Regions from separate parts of the Mus musculus genome. Here regions 2, 3 and 4 are each linked to region 1. A link is a contact called in public Hi-C and promoter capture Hi-C data. All regions are on one chromosome and are shown on one strand. The core of a region is the stretch at or near the end of the contact, and the rest is flanking DNA. Distances in the headings are between cores, read along the strand shown.

Region 1 (2,700 bases), core at 31-2,530:
GCTGGCTGTGGGAAGCATGCTCTGCTTTTGTTTTTCAATCAAATATGGCTAGTTCACCGAAGGTCAATACAAACAGACTTCCTCCATCTTGAAACGCCTATGCCTGTTTGCCCAACCCCTGGACATTTCCTGAGATTTGACTCTATCACACCCTTCCCCTCTGTGCCAGTTATGAATTGGTTAATGCCATCAGGTCGGTCATGAGACACATTTGCCACTTGCAGAAGTCCTGTTTGGGGATTAGTCCCAGGAGGACTTTGGGACATGAGGTCTAACCAAACACTAAAGGTTTTTACGTAGCTGGACAGTTACAGGTTAGTACACCCTTACAACCAATGCCATGCCTTATAACCATAGGTCCTTCTCTTTCTGCTCCCCTCAAGACTCCACCCCTCCCCATGCTGCAGTGTAGCCCAGCCTACCCAAAGGGAGGCCTCATGCCTACAAAAATCCAGTTATCTTGGGCCAGGCCAGAGCAACAGCTGGTATAGAAACTGCCCCCCTTCCGGCCTGCCCTTCTTCCTTCCCCCAACACAGCCACTAGGTTACAAGGGTTGCTGACAGATAGGAGGACACAATGATACCTACTGTGTCTGCTGTGGTCTGAGGTCCCCACCCACTGGGGAACCACAGAAGGGAGGAGAGTAAAGAGGAAGGGAGGAGAGGGGAGGTGAAGGGAGGGGAGAAGAGAGGAGAGGAGACGAGGGCAGAGAGGAGAGGAGCTGAGCACCATGGGGCACTGGAATCGAATCAAGATTGCCAAATGCCAGATACTGATCACCAACTTCCTAGTCTTGGTAACATGCATGTGGGGCAGGAGTGGATGGGTGGGCAGGCAGGAGAGGAAATAGTTCACCATGCCCGGGCTTCCAGCACTGTGGTCTTCCCTCCTGCCACACCACAGTCCCTCAGACTGGTTCTGGGTCCCTGGTGGCCACCTTTAGAGGACTGTGAACATCTGTACCTGATGTCCTTGTAGGCAAGGGTCAGTGAAGAGCCTGGGAAAACCTAGGTTGGCTGGTGACTTAAGAGTGTGCAAGGACTACCCGGAAGGGGTGCTGCTTGGGACCCAGAGACTGGGACTGCCAGGTCAGGGACTGCAGACGAGTCTCTGCAGACAGTTTGATATGAGCTCCTGGGTCTTCAGATGGGAGGACACAGCGATACCTACTGTGTCTGCTGTGGTCTGAGGTCCCCACTCACTGGTGAACCACAGAAGGGAGGAGAGTAAAGAGGAAGGGAGGAGAGAGGAAGTGAAGGGAGGGGAGAGGAGAGGAGAGGAGAGGAGCTGAGCACCATGGGGCACTGGCTAGTGTGTTTTCTACTTATCTCTGTGTGTAGTACACTATCTGTGAGTGCCTGCCCACAGAAATATGTAGGCCTCCTGTAGCTGCCTTGTTCCTGTGCACCAAGGAAGCTGGAGGGAGCCAGGCTGGGGGCCTAAGAAGCCCAGACCCTATATTCTGTCAGGGTGAGGGGCCTCTGCAACTCCCCAGCGCTGACAGTGAGCCCACTTCACCCTCAGCTGCTGGGCCTCTCTATGGCCACCATGGTGGTTGTCATTCACTTTGGAGACCACTTTACTGTGATTGGCCATGCATCGTTGGAGAGGAACCCCTATGAAACACTGCGCTATTGGGGTAAGTGAGACCAGAAATGGCTGTGGAGTGGAAGTGAGAGGGCTCCAGGGCCAAACACATCTGGGAGGAACAGACCTTACTCCCCAGCCCTAGGCTGCCCAGAGGAGCTGGCTTTGGCCAAAAACCAGAGGTCAGGAGTAGGGAGAGGCAGCCCCAGTGTCTGGGTTGGACTAACAAAGGTGGGGAGGTTTAGGCGACAGCAGGCACTCCTGCCTTGATTCGCCTGCCCCATAGCAGTGGTGAAGCTGTGGCAGGGCCCAGATCTATGTGTTCAGGGCAGGGATCTCCTGGGGCCCACTCAGGTGGGCCTGTGGGGCTTGGCAGGGAATACCATATACAGAGGGCAGAAAATGTGCAGCTAGGACCCAACCTGCCAGGGTGCCTCACTTCCACAAGAACAAGGCCACTTTAATAAGAGGAATGCAAGGAATCTAGGAAGGTCACCACCCAGTAGGAAAAAGTGGAAAACTGAGGCCCCTGAATGGGGGATGGGTAGCCCCAGTCCCTGCCTTCCAAGGCACTAGGCCTCCCTTAGGCAGGAAGCCTGGGGCCTGGGCCTGCACTGATAAGGTACAGCCTACACTGTCACCTGTCACTAGAGTATGGGGATGTCCTTAAAGATAGTCTGTGAGGCAGGGAGGACAGGAGGAATGGGGGAAAGAGTACTGTCTCTTAGCTACCTTCTCTTCCCCCTTCCTTCTCAGCCTCAGGAGGACAGGCTATTGGGCTATGGACATTCCTTCTTTTGAGCCAGAGATATGTGCCTTTTGGGACCTCCCCGAAGGTCAGTTCTAGCTCTGTGACTCCCAAAGTAGATAGATTTCAGATCCAACCTCTATGCCCAGTCCCCAGGCTAGATTCCATACCCTCTGTCTTTCTCTTCCCACAGCCTTCTATGTGGGGATCAGCCTAGCGGGGCTCCTGAGCCTGGGAGCTGCTCTGAGCACCATAGCCACTGTGAGGGAGGCCCATGGCCTCATGGCTGCGGTAAGTTCCATGTGCTGCCAGACGACCCCGGCTCCCAGACCTCAGACGGGGACAAGAGCTGGAGAGGAATAAG
Region 2 (2,858 bases), core at 162-2,661, 1.5 Mb before region 1:
ACAGATAAGGAAACCAACACAGGGGGCAGCCCACCAAGCCATGGGGCACGTGGCTACCATCCCATCCCAACTATACAATGCAATGCAAACAGGACTGTGATAAGATGGCTCAAGTTATAGTTCTGTCACCAGCACACTGTCTCTGGGCCTCCCTGGGCTCCAGTCTAGAGATCTGTGGAAAGTTCTTTGGAAATTTTCCATCACAGAGTGTTCAAGATTTGAGGCTGCGCTGAGGGTAAGGCCTCATGTACCTAGCAAACTTGAAGGAACCCATACAACTTGCTGTATACCCTCCTACCTGAGGCTGGGCCCTCCACATAGAGCTCATTCTCTATGCCCGACAGCCACTCTGGCCTTGCTAACTCGTTTGCACACTCATGTCATCGTTCGTTCATTTGTGGCTCCACAAGCTATGCACACTAACTCACATATCTGAAATCTCTGACTTCGTTATCTTACATCCTGGTTCATGTTTATACTCCTTTATACACCACTCACCCATGTTTCTTCATATCCAGCTACACTGGCACATACATAAACTTAACACATTCACTACTGTGCTGTTCACACGTGCTTCCTGCGGCTTCTTTTGCCCCACCCCCAAACTCTTTTTTGGAGACAGGGTCTTGCTATGTGGCCCTGGCTGACCTGAAACTCACTCTATAGACCAGGGTGGCCTCGGACTCACAGAGATCCATCTGCCAGCCTTTGCCTCCCGGGTGCTAGGATTAAAGCCATCGCTACGGGCTCTCTTGATTTTATGCAACGGCCTGTGCTCGCTCATATTCTCAGATTACTGTTGGCTCGAAAGCTTCCTCACAGTCACACACTTGGCGCTCACACTTCTACTAAAGAACAATGTCACACTCTCTCCCATACCTGCTCTCACCCTAACACTCTCTCACCCTTGCTCATACTCATCCCCACTCGCTTTCTCACCCCTAATAAAGTCCATGTTCTCACATCTCCCCTCACCCATTCGGGCCCTCACACCCGCTCGCTCTCTCACATACGCCCTTACTCTCAGGCTGACACACCTGCTTTCTGACACCTACTCACCCTCACATCTGTTTCTTCCACCAGCTCACCCTCACATCTGCTTATTCCGCACGAGCTCCCACTCACCCTCACATCTGTTTCTTCTCACACTGACACGATCGCTCTCCCCCTCAAACCCTCTCATCCTCACTCACTTCCTCGCCCTCACATTCATAGCTCCCATATTGCTCTCATCCGTGCCCTCTCCTTCCCGCTCACACTCTGCCCGTTCTGTCCGGGGAGAGCCTCGCTGCCCGACGTTCCCGCATTGTGACGCGGAAGATGAAGCAGTCCCATTGCCGCCACAGCCGGGCTCACCTTCATGTCAGGAGACCGGCCAGACCCATCAAGCACGGCCGGAAGACGATTTAATCAACCGGAAGTCCCGCCCACTGGCCTCCACAAGCTCCCGCTGCGCCACGCCAGCTTCCTAGATGCCTTGCGCACGGCACGCTGGGATGGGGCGGGACCGAGATGGCTGGAGGGCGGAGTTAGAGGTGGAGCCTCGTAGCGACCGGCGAGCTGGAGAAGGGCTGAGAGTGGATCGGGACCGTCAGTTGGATGAAGACAGAGCTGAGTGTGCGGAACGTGTACTTCGTAGCCGTAGGTGCTGTTTCCGCTCCTGCAGCCAGTCCCTCTATTGATCAAGGGCCTGTCGTACAGCAGAATAGTGGGGTCAGATCCCGAAATCCTCCCAGAGAAGTTGGTGGTGATGTTGAACATCCCCTCTCCGGGATTGATGGCTGGCTGCCTCAGCACTGTGCTGAAGTCTACATTACGTCCACTTATGTGACCACCAAGGCCTTTAGGGTCTTGGGAACCCATCCCTGTCAAGTATGGGGGACGTGGGTCACTATGCGCATAGTCAGTTCCGTAGTCTCCCAGATGTGTCAGGACAGACTGTGCGCCAAGTCTTTGAACCTCCACATTATCCCAGTTGCCACATTTCTGTCACTATCTATAGGTTTGCAGTGCCCACTACACTGTCTCCAGTAGAGACACTGCTCCAGGCAATATAACATCCTTCTCCAGATGGCCTAGCACAGCGAACATTCTATCTGCCTAAATCCCAGAGCTGTCTTGGTCCTCGTTTTTGGTCTTGCAAATTGTAGGAGCTAGAACCCACAGAGGCAGACACCACGCTCCCCACCCCCATCTCAGCTTTAGCAAGAGGAGCCCAGACACTTCTTCGAGTGGGTTGAAAGCACACGTGACCAGCATTTTTATTTTTCATCAAGCTGACTAGTCCCCACCCCCATCCCTTGCTGTTCCCAGCAGTTTCCTGCAGAAACCACATTTGGCCTGTCCACACCCAGTTAAACCCTCTGGCCCACTCCACTATGGTCTGTTCCAGGATTTGCAGTGCGGCTGTTTCCCCATTCCTGCTGCTGCAGAGGTTTCTCACTGAGCTGAGCTTCGTGTTCTTCCTTCCGAATCACGTTTCCTCCTTTCTCTTCCCCATATTTTCTGCCAGCTGTCCCCCAAGCCTTTCTACAGGGGCGGGGCTGGGTGTGTATGCTAAGGCATGCTGTGCATCACCATCTGCTTTCCTGGCATCCAGCTCAGCACCCTACTAGGAACAAATGCCCAGAACAGTGATTCCAAGTGGGCAGAACTCTGGAGAGGTGGATGTCCTGAGAATTGTTCAGTCCAAGCAATACTAAAGAGACCATCATTCTTTTAAACCAGCGAAGGCATTTGGATCTGACTGATGTAAGAGGTCTTTGAGCTAAAGACTTGGCAAAGTCCACTAAGGATTCCACTCCCAGTCTGTGTTGCAGACTCTTAAGAACAGAAAGGAGAGAAAAACAGAACTCAAG
Region 3 (2,775 bases), core at 216-2,715, 1.5 Mb after region 1:
GCATACCTGTGGAAGTGCAGTATTGAGCTGCCTCTGCAAAGAATCTCTTTCATGACCAACTTCATGCAACTTCCCCTGGGTTAATGCCAGTGTTTCTTGTGTCTCTCTTAGTGTGTCCAGAAGGCGGTCCCGTTCTTCCAACATGGAAACCATGAGCTGCTCAAAATGCGAATCAGCATCTGGCTGTGAAGGGGAGCCTGACCCATGGCTCCCACCTCCTCCTGGAGGGCCTTCTGCTTCACTAATGGTCGGCATCACCTCGCACATCATCTTGAAAAAGGAACGGTACAGACCACAATCAGTAGGTGCAGAACAAGAGTTTCCACAAACCTGCAGCTTTCTGAGCACCACCTGTGGCTAATGAGAAAAAGGCTGACAGCCCCAGAGCTATCCGTGACGATCATCCACTCTGGATGCACACACTCTGGGAAGTAGCATGCACAGGTCAATATAATGAGCAGATTGGGGGAGACAGTCCTGGGAGCAAGAGGAGCTGGGATGCTCACCTCCAACCAGTGGGGGTCTGTTTAAAATCCACATTTAACAGCTGAAGACAGTTTCCTCAGGAAGAGAGATTCCAAACAGTCCCTCAACCACAGAAGAAGACTGGAAACTGACAAAACACCAGCACTATGGACCCAAGCATCCTCCAGGAATGTGTGCAGTCAGCTCCTGGGAAGGACTAGCAGGCACCCTGACTTGTGGGGCTGGATATTTGGTGATCAGCGGAAAAAGCAACTGGATTGGCTTTTTAAAGTCTGGACAGAAGTGTTTAGCAAAGGCCTGCTGCTGTGTAACGGTTGGTCAGCCAACCCAACTTACATAAGTTCACAGTCAAAGACAGGGGAAAAGAACAGAAAGAGAAAATATACCCACACTGGGAATCTAGGAAGTCGGGACAACAGGGCTAGGTTAAAAAAAAAAAAAAAAGGAGGAGGAGGAGGAAAAGGTGAGATGGAACTAGAGATTGCATGCTGTCAGGGCACAGGGTGGAGGATGAAGCAGAAGGCGCTGCAGGTGCATCTGAGCAGCACCCGCTGCCCCGGCCTGGCTCAGCTGACCCCACAGCCTCACTGCCCCCAACCTCACTTACTCTGGCCAGTCTAAGCGAACTCGGACCTAACTGCTATCAACCCGTTTTGCCAGGCTAGCCGCAACTCTGCTGGCTCTGCTGACCCCCGCACACTGACCCTGCCGACCCGGCCCCACCGACCCTGGCCCGCCACCCAGCGCGGCCCGCTCCACCCGCCCTCACCTTGGCCGGCGGGCGCGGCTCCGGGGCTATGAAGCGGCCTTCGGGCGGCGGCCGGCTGCGGGCCGACCCACGCAGCCCCGCGGCTGCGTCCTCGCCCGGCCCCCGGGCCCGCCGCCCCGCTCGTCACGAAGGCCGGCCCGCCGCCGCGGGACACTAGCGAGCGCAGAGAACCGGGCCCGGCGCGTCGCCGGCGTCAACGTGCCCGACGTCCGGCGCGTCGGCGCGAGCGTCAGCACCGCCCCCCGCGGGAGAGGTTGGCCGCGGGGCCGTGCGCATGCGCTAGATCCGCGGTAGTGGGCGGGCGGTCTATCGGGAGATCCAATTGGCTAGTCCTCGCTTTAGCCCCGCCCCCGGCAGGCCAACCCCCTGCGGAGACAGGGCGACCGTGGAAACACCGGTAAAGATCTCTGGCAGGTGTGCGCAGCTCGCAGTCCTGCTTCCGTGCTCTCACGCCAGTGTGTGTGTGTTGACGTCACCCAAACGCCGACGTCACCTGAGCACTCGCCCCCCCCCTCAAAACCCAAGACCTCTGGGGAGTCCCGCCGGACCACCTGCAAAACCGGAAAGTGCTGACAGGTCGGGCAAGGTACCTTCTACCTCTATGCCTACCCTTCAGAAGTCTGAGGCAGGAGAATTACAGCAAGGTGGAGACTCTGCCTGTAAAATACAAACAAAGGCTACTGCCATCAACCCTGACGACTGAGTTCGAACCCTAGGACCCAGAAGACCTGCAGTAGATCCTCGGAACCTACATAGTCCTGAATGTTGTCCTCTGACCTGCACACATGTATCGTGTGGGTGCATACATGTGCTCACATTCACACGCGCACACACAACAACAACAAAATGTAAGGGCTCAGTCACTCTTGCAAGTATTAGAACCTAAGTTCCATTTCCCAGACTCCACGTAAAAATAAAAAGCTAGCTGGCCTTGGTGCTACACGCCTTTATTCCCAGCACCCAGGCAGATCTCTGGGTTCAAGCTAGCCTTGTCTACATAGTGAGTTTCAGGACAGCCAGGAGTACATACTGAGACCTTGTTTTAAAACTTTTTTTTTTAATTAACGCCAATAAAATAGTCCAGAAACCAAAGCAAAATGATCATCAACCATAACTGAAAAGCCAATAAAACTTTCCAAAGGCCAAGGCAAGAATACTGTCGACTAGTATAGGCTACATAGAGAGCCAGGACAGTCAGGGTTACATGGGCAGATTCCTGTTTCAAGAAGTCAGTAATTAATTACAAAGTCAAGTTACAAGTATAACCAAGCACAATAGTGCCCACCTGAAATCCTAGCACTCAGAAAGCAGAGGCAGGCAGGCAGATCTCTGAGTTTTGCCCGATCTATATAATGAGACCTTTTTCCACAAAACAAGTCAGAATGTAAATAGAAGCAGCAAAGTCTTTAAGGACTATCAGCCACTGCACACAAGTTCTCAGTTGCCTTGATCTCAGGTTTGGATTTGAGGAAATGCTCAAGCCAGACGTGGTGGCGCACGCCTTTAATCTCAGCACTGGG
Region 4 (2,700 bases), core at 85-2,584, 1.6 Mb after region 1:
TCAGAGGGAAAAAGCAGGGCTGCCCTAACACCCCGCTCAATAGTGGGTTGGCCAAAGTCCCCAAAGCTACATCTTACACTGTGACCTTTGCTGGTTTGACCAGACACCACAAAAGATCTGTCTCTGTGCTACTCTGGAGCCCCTGCTTAGACACAGGCAAGGTGTAATCTCTGTAGGGAGCCCTGGGCAGTGGCTGAAGACCCTTTACTGGATTCCTGTAACAATAACAAACATTGGAATGCCTTGGAGATGTGAATACACAATCCATTTTCGTGTGGATCTTGCACACACCGGCAGTGGGAAGCTTTACTCCACAGGCCCTCCAGCTGCTTTGATGTTCTGTGTCACTGTAGACAAAGAGCAACGGTGACAACCAACCAGGAACTAAATAAACCTTTGCCCCTTTAAATGGCTTCTCGAGTATTTGTCACAAGTGATCAAGTGTCTAATATATGCTTAATCTGTATCTACATCCCAAGGCCAGCCTGGTGTTGCTCAGCTGTGGCTGCTATCCACTGTGCGTTATGGGGAGGCATAGCGCCTCCTCTCTACGCAAAACAGAAGTAACTGCCGATAACCAGACACTGCACTCTGGACCAGAGAGCACAGCCGCCGCGCAATCTTTCCTTGGCCAGGAAGGGCAGTCTTGGACACAGGCACTCCCACTACGGAAATGGTGCCGAGCAGCCGGCACACGTGACCTCTGCCCACTCTTCAACGCTACCCTCACTGGGGTTAAGATGCCTTAGTCACATTCACTTCTTAGCTGAGTTTTCCAACGAAGCACTGCAGGTCTGAGGCGAGTTAATACTGGGGTTGGGCAAGTGGCACGAACCCTTGGGTTCAACCTTGGCACTGCCAGTAAGAAACAAGACCTCCCAGCTTCCGGCTCAAGCGGTTGAAAAAAGTGGGCGTGCCCTAGAGTCCATCCCAGTCGGAGCCAGTGGAGGGTGCACTGAGGCCAGGCCTCCCCGCCCATTCCCCGCCCCCTGCCCACCTGCCTCCCCCGGGGGCGCAGCGGTCGCCGTCCCCGCCTCGAAGTCGTCCAGGCGCTGCAGTAGATCGTGTCGGCGCAGCGAGGCCAGCAACTCGCGCAGCAGCCCGGTGTGCCCGCGCTCCAGGTCGTTCTGCTCCAGCAGCACCGTGAACAGGTCCAGGCCACTCTGCACGCGCTCCAGCTTTCGTTTGCTCACGCGCTCGCGGCACAAGAACTTGAGCTCCATCAGATCGTTGCCCGACAGGCTGCCGGACAGCGAGTGCAGCAGCACCAGGAATGGGTCCATGGCAGTGGTACGCCGGGCTGCCCCTCAGCGATCCCACATAGGAAATCACCTTAGGCTTTCCCGCCCAGCGTCTCGCGGGATGTCCAAATCAGACGCATGCGCTTCGGATGTGGCTGTAACCGCTTCCGCCCGGGCTGGCATCCGCTGTTGTAGTAGCTTTGACAGCTGAGCTGCGTTGACTTCAGCTTACGCGCGCGTTTCTCACCCCGAGGCAGAACAGATCTTGTTCACCAGAAGTGTAACGTGGATCCTCTTGGGGCTCTGAGGAGCTGCGCAGCCCTACTGTGTGGGGGGGGGCTGGAAGAGCAGCTGCAGATGCCTACGGCTGCCAGATCATGTTCTATCACCGGAAAGAAGGAAAGAGAGAGAGAGAGAGAGAGAGAGAGAGAGAGAGAGAGAGAGAGAGAGAGAGAGATGGATGGAGTTACTTATGGGCTGGAGAGACAGTTCAGGGGTTAAGAGCACTGGCAATTCTTACAGAGGACCTTCACGAATTCAATTCCCAGCACTCACATGATGGCTTACAACCATCTGTAATTCCAGTTCCAGGGGCTTTGACATCCTCTTCTGGCAAGCACACTTGTGGTATGCTGACAAAATACTCGTACATATAAAAACCATTAAATATTCCTTGGTATATGTATGAGCATTTGTAGGTGGTTTAGTGCTCCTACAGGTCTTCAAGTGCCCACGGAGGACAGGAAAGGGCATGGATACCCCTAGGACTAGAGTTCCGTTTGGATGTGAACTCTTGTGTGGATCCAGGTTCTCCGTGAGAGCAACACAGTGCTCTTAACCGCCAATCCATTCCCCCAGGCCAATAATATGTATATTAAAATGAGTAGAAGAGAGGATTTGGAATATTGTCATCAGAAAAAGTTGATGTGTGCCGGAGGTTGTAGAGACACTAACTGCCCTGCTTTGAGCTTTCGTTAACAATACACTGATTCCACAGCCACACCCAAGTACTGCTCATGAGTTAAAAAGTGCCTGTTGCCCAAGCTTGAGGACCCATGCTCAGATCCTGGTGTCCACATAAAAAGACGAACAAGGAGGTGCCCATCTGAAACCCCAACTTTGGCAGAGACAGATGGATTCCTGGTGCTCAGTGGCCAGGCACTCTAGCTGAATGGCTGAGCTCCAGGTTAGTGGGGCGCAGTTATGCACAGCATACCCAGCAGGGTTGACTTATATTTTTTTAGATTGACTTATAATTCACCCATTTAAAGTTCAGTGCTTTGGTTGATTTTTGAGACAGGGTCTCACGCTGTAGCCCAGACAGACAGCTGAGGCTGTATAGAATGACAAATGGGGCTGGAAAGGTGGCTCGAGGTTAAGAGCGTTTGTTACTCTTCCAGAGGATCTGGGTCTGGTTGCAAACAACTATGCAGGACTGCTTACAACTGTCTGTAACTAC

Evidence for each region. Promoter capture Hi-C pulls out the DNA fragments that hold promoters and counts their contacts. Hi-C and Micro-C count contacts between places; a contact is called where the count stands out from the background.
Region 2: a Hi-C map of B cells shows a contact between it and region 1, with 8 read pairs. The contact joins the promoter of Chid1 here to the promoter of Tspan32 in region 1. A contact is called at or near these places in 1 of 39 promoter capture datasets (the C10 cell line) and 1 of 484 Hi-C or Micro-C datasets (B cells).
Region 3: a promoter capture Hi-C map of pre-B cells shows a contact between it and region 1, with 6 times the contacts expected there. The contact joins the promoter of Ppfia1 here to the promoter of Tspan32 in region 1. A contact is called at or near these places in 2 of 39 promoter capture datasets (liver and pre-B cells) and 2 of 115 datasets of contacts at active chromatin or transcription factors (double positive thymocytes and large pre-B cells).
Region 4: a promoter capture Hi-C map of pre-B cells shows a contact between it and region 1, with 4 times the contacts expected there. The contact joins the promoter of Fadd here to the promoter of Tspan32 in region 1. A contact is called at or near these places in 1 of 39 promoter capture datasets (pre-B cells), 2 of 484 Hi-C or Micro-C datasets (B cells and CD8 T cells) and 2 of 115 datasets of contacts at active chromatin or transcription factors (acute myeloid leukemia and microglia).

The regions. Positions count from the first base shown.
Region 1 is chr7:143,004,379-143,007,078 of GRCm38.p6, forward strand. It overlaps Tspan32 (tetraspanin 32), which reads left to right and starts at 1,281. Exons shown (of 8, transcript NM_020286.3): 1 at 1,281-1,640; 2 at 2,530-2,627. The coding sequence starts at 1,541.
Region 2 is chr7:141,538,417-141,541,274 of GRCm38.p6, forward strand. It overlaps Chid1 (chitinase domain containing 1), which reads right to left and starts at 1,412. Exons shown (of 13, transcript NM_001142681.2): 1 at 1,357-1,412.
Region 3 is chr7:144,552,264-144,555,038 of GRCm38.p6, forward strand. It overlaps Ppfia1 (protein tyrosine phosphatase, receptor type, f polypeptide (PTPRF), interacting protein (liprin), alpha 1), which reads right to left and starts at 1,466. Exons shown (of 32, transcript NM_001195086.1): 1 at 1,256-1,466; 2 at 7-270. The coding sequence starts at 270. It also overlaps the pseudogene Gm35626.
Region 4 is chr7:144,581,107-144,583,806 of GRCm38.p6, forward strand. It overlaps Fadd (Fas (TNFRSF6)-associated via death domain), which reads right to left and starts at 1,335. Exons shown (of 2, transcript NM_010175.6): 1 at 998-1,335. The coding sequence starts at 1,283.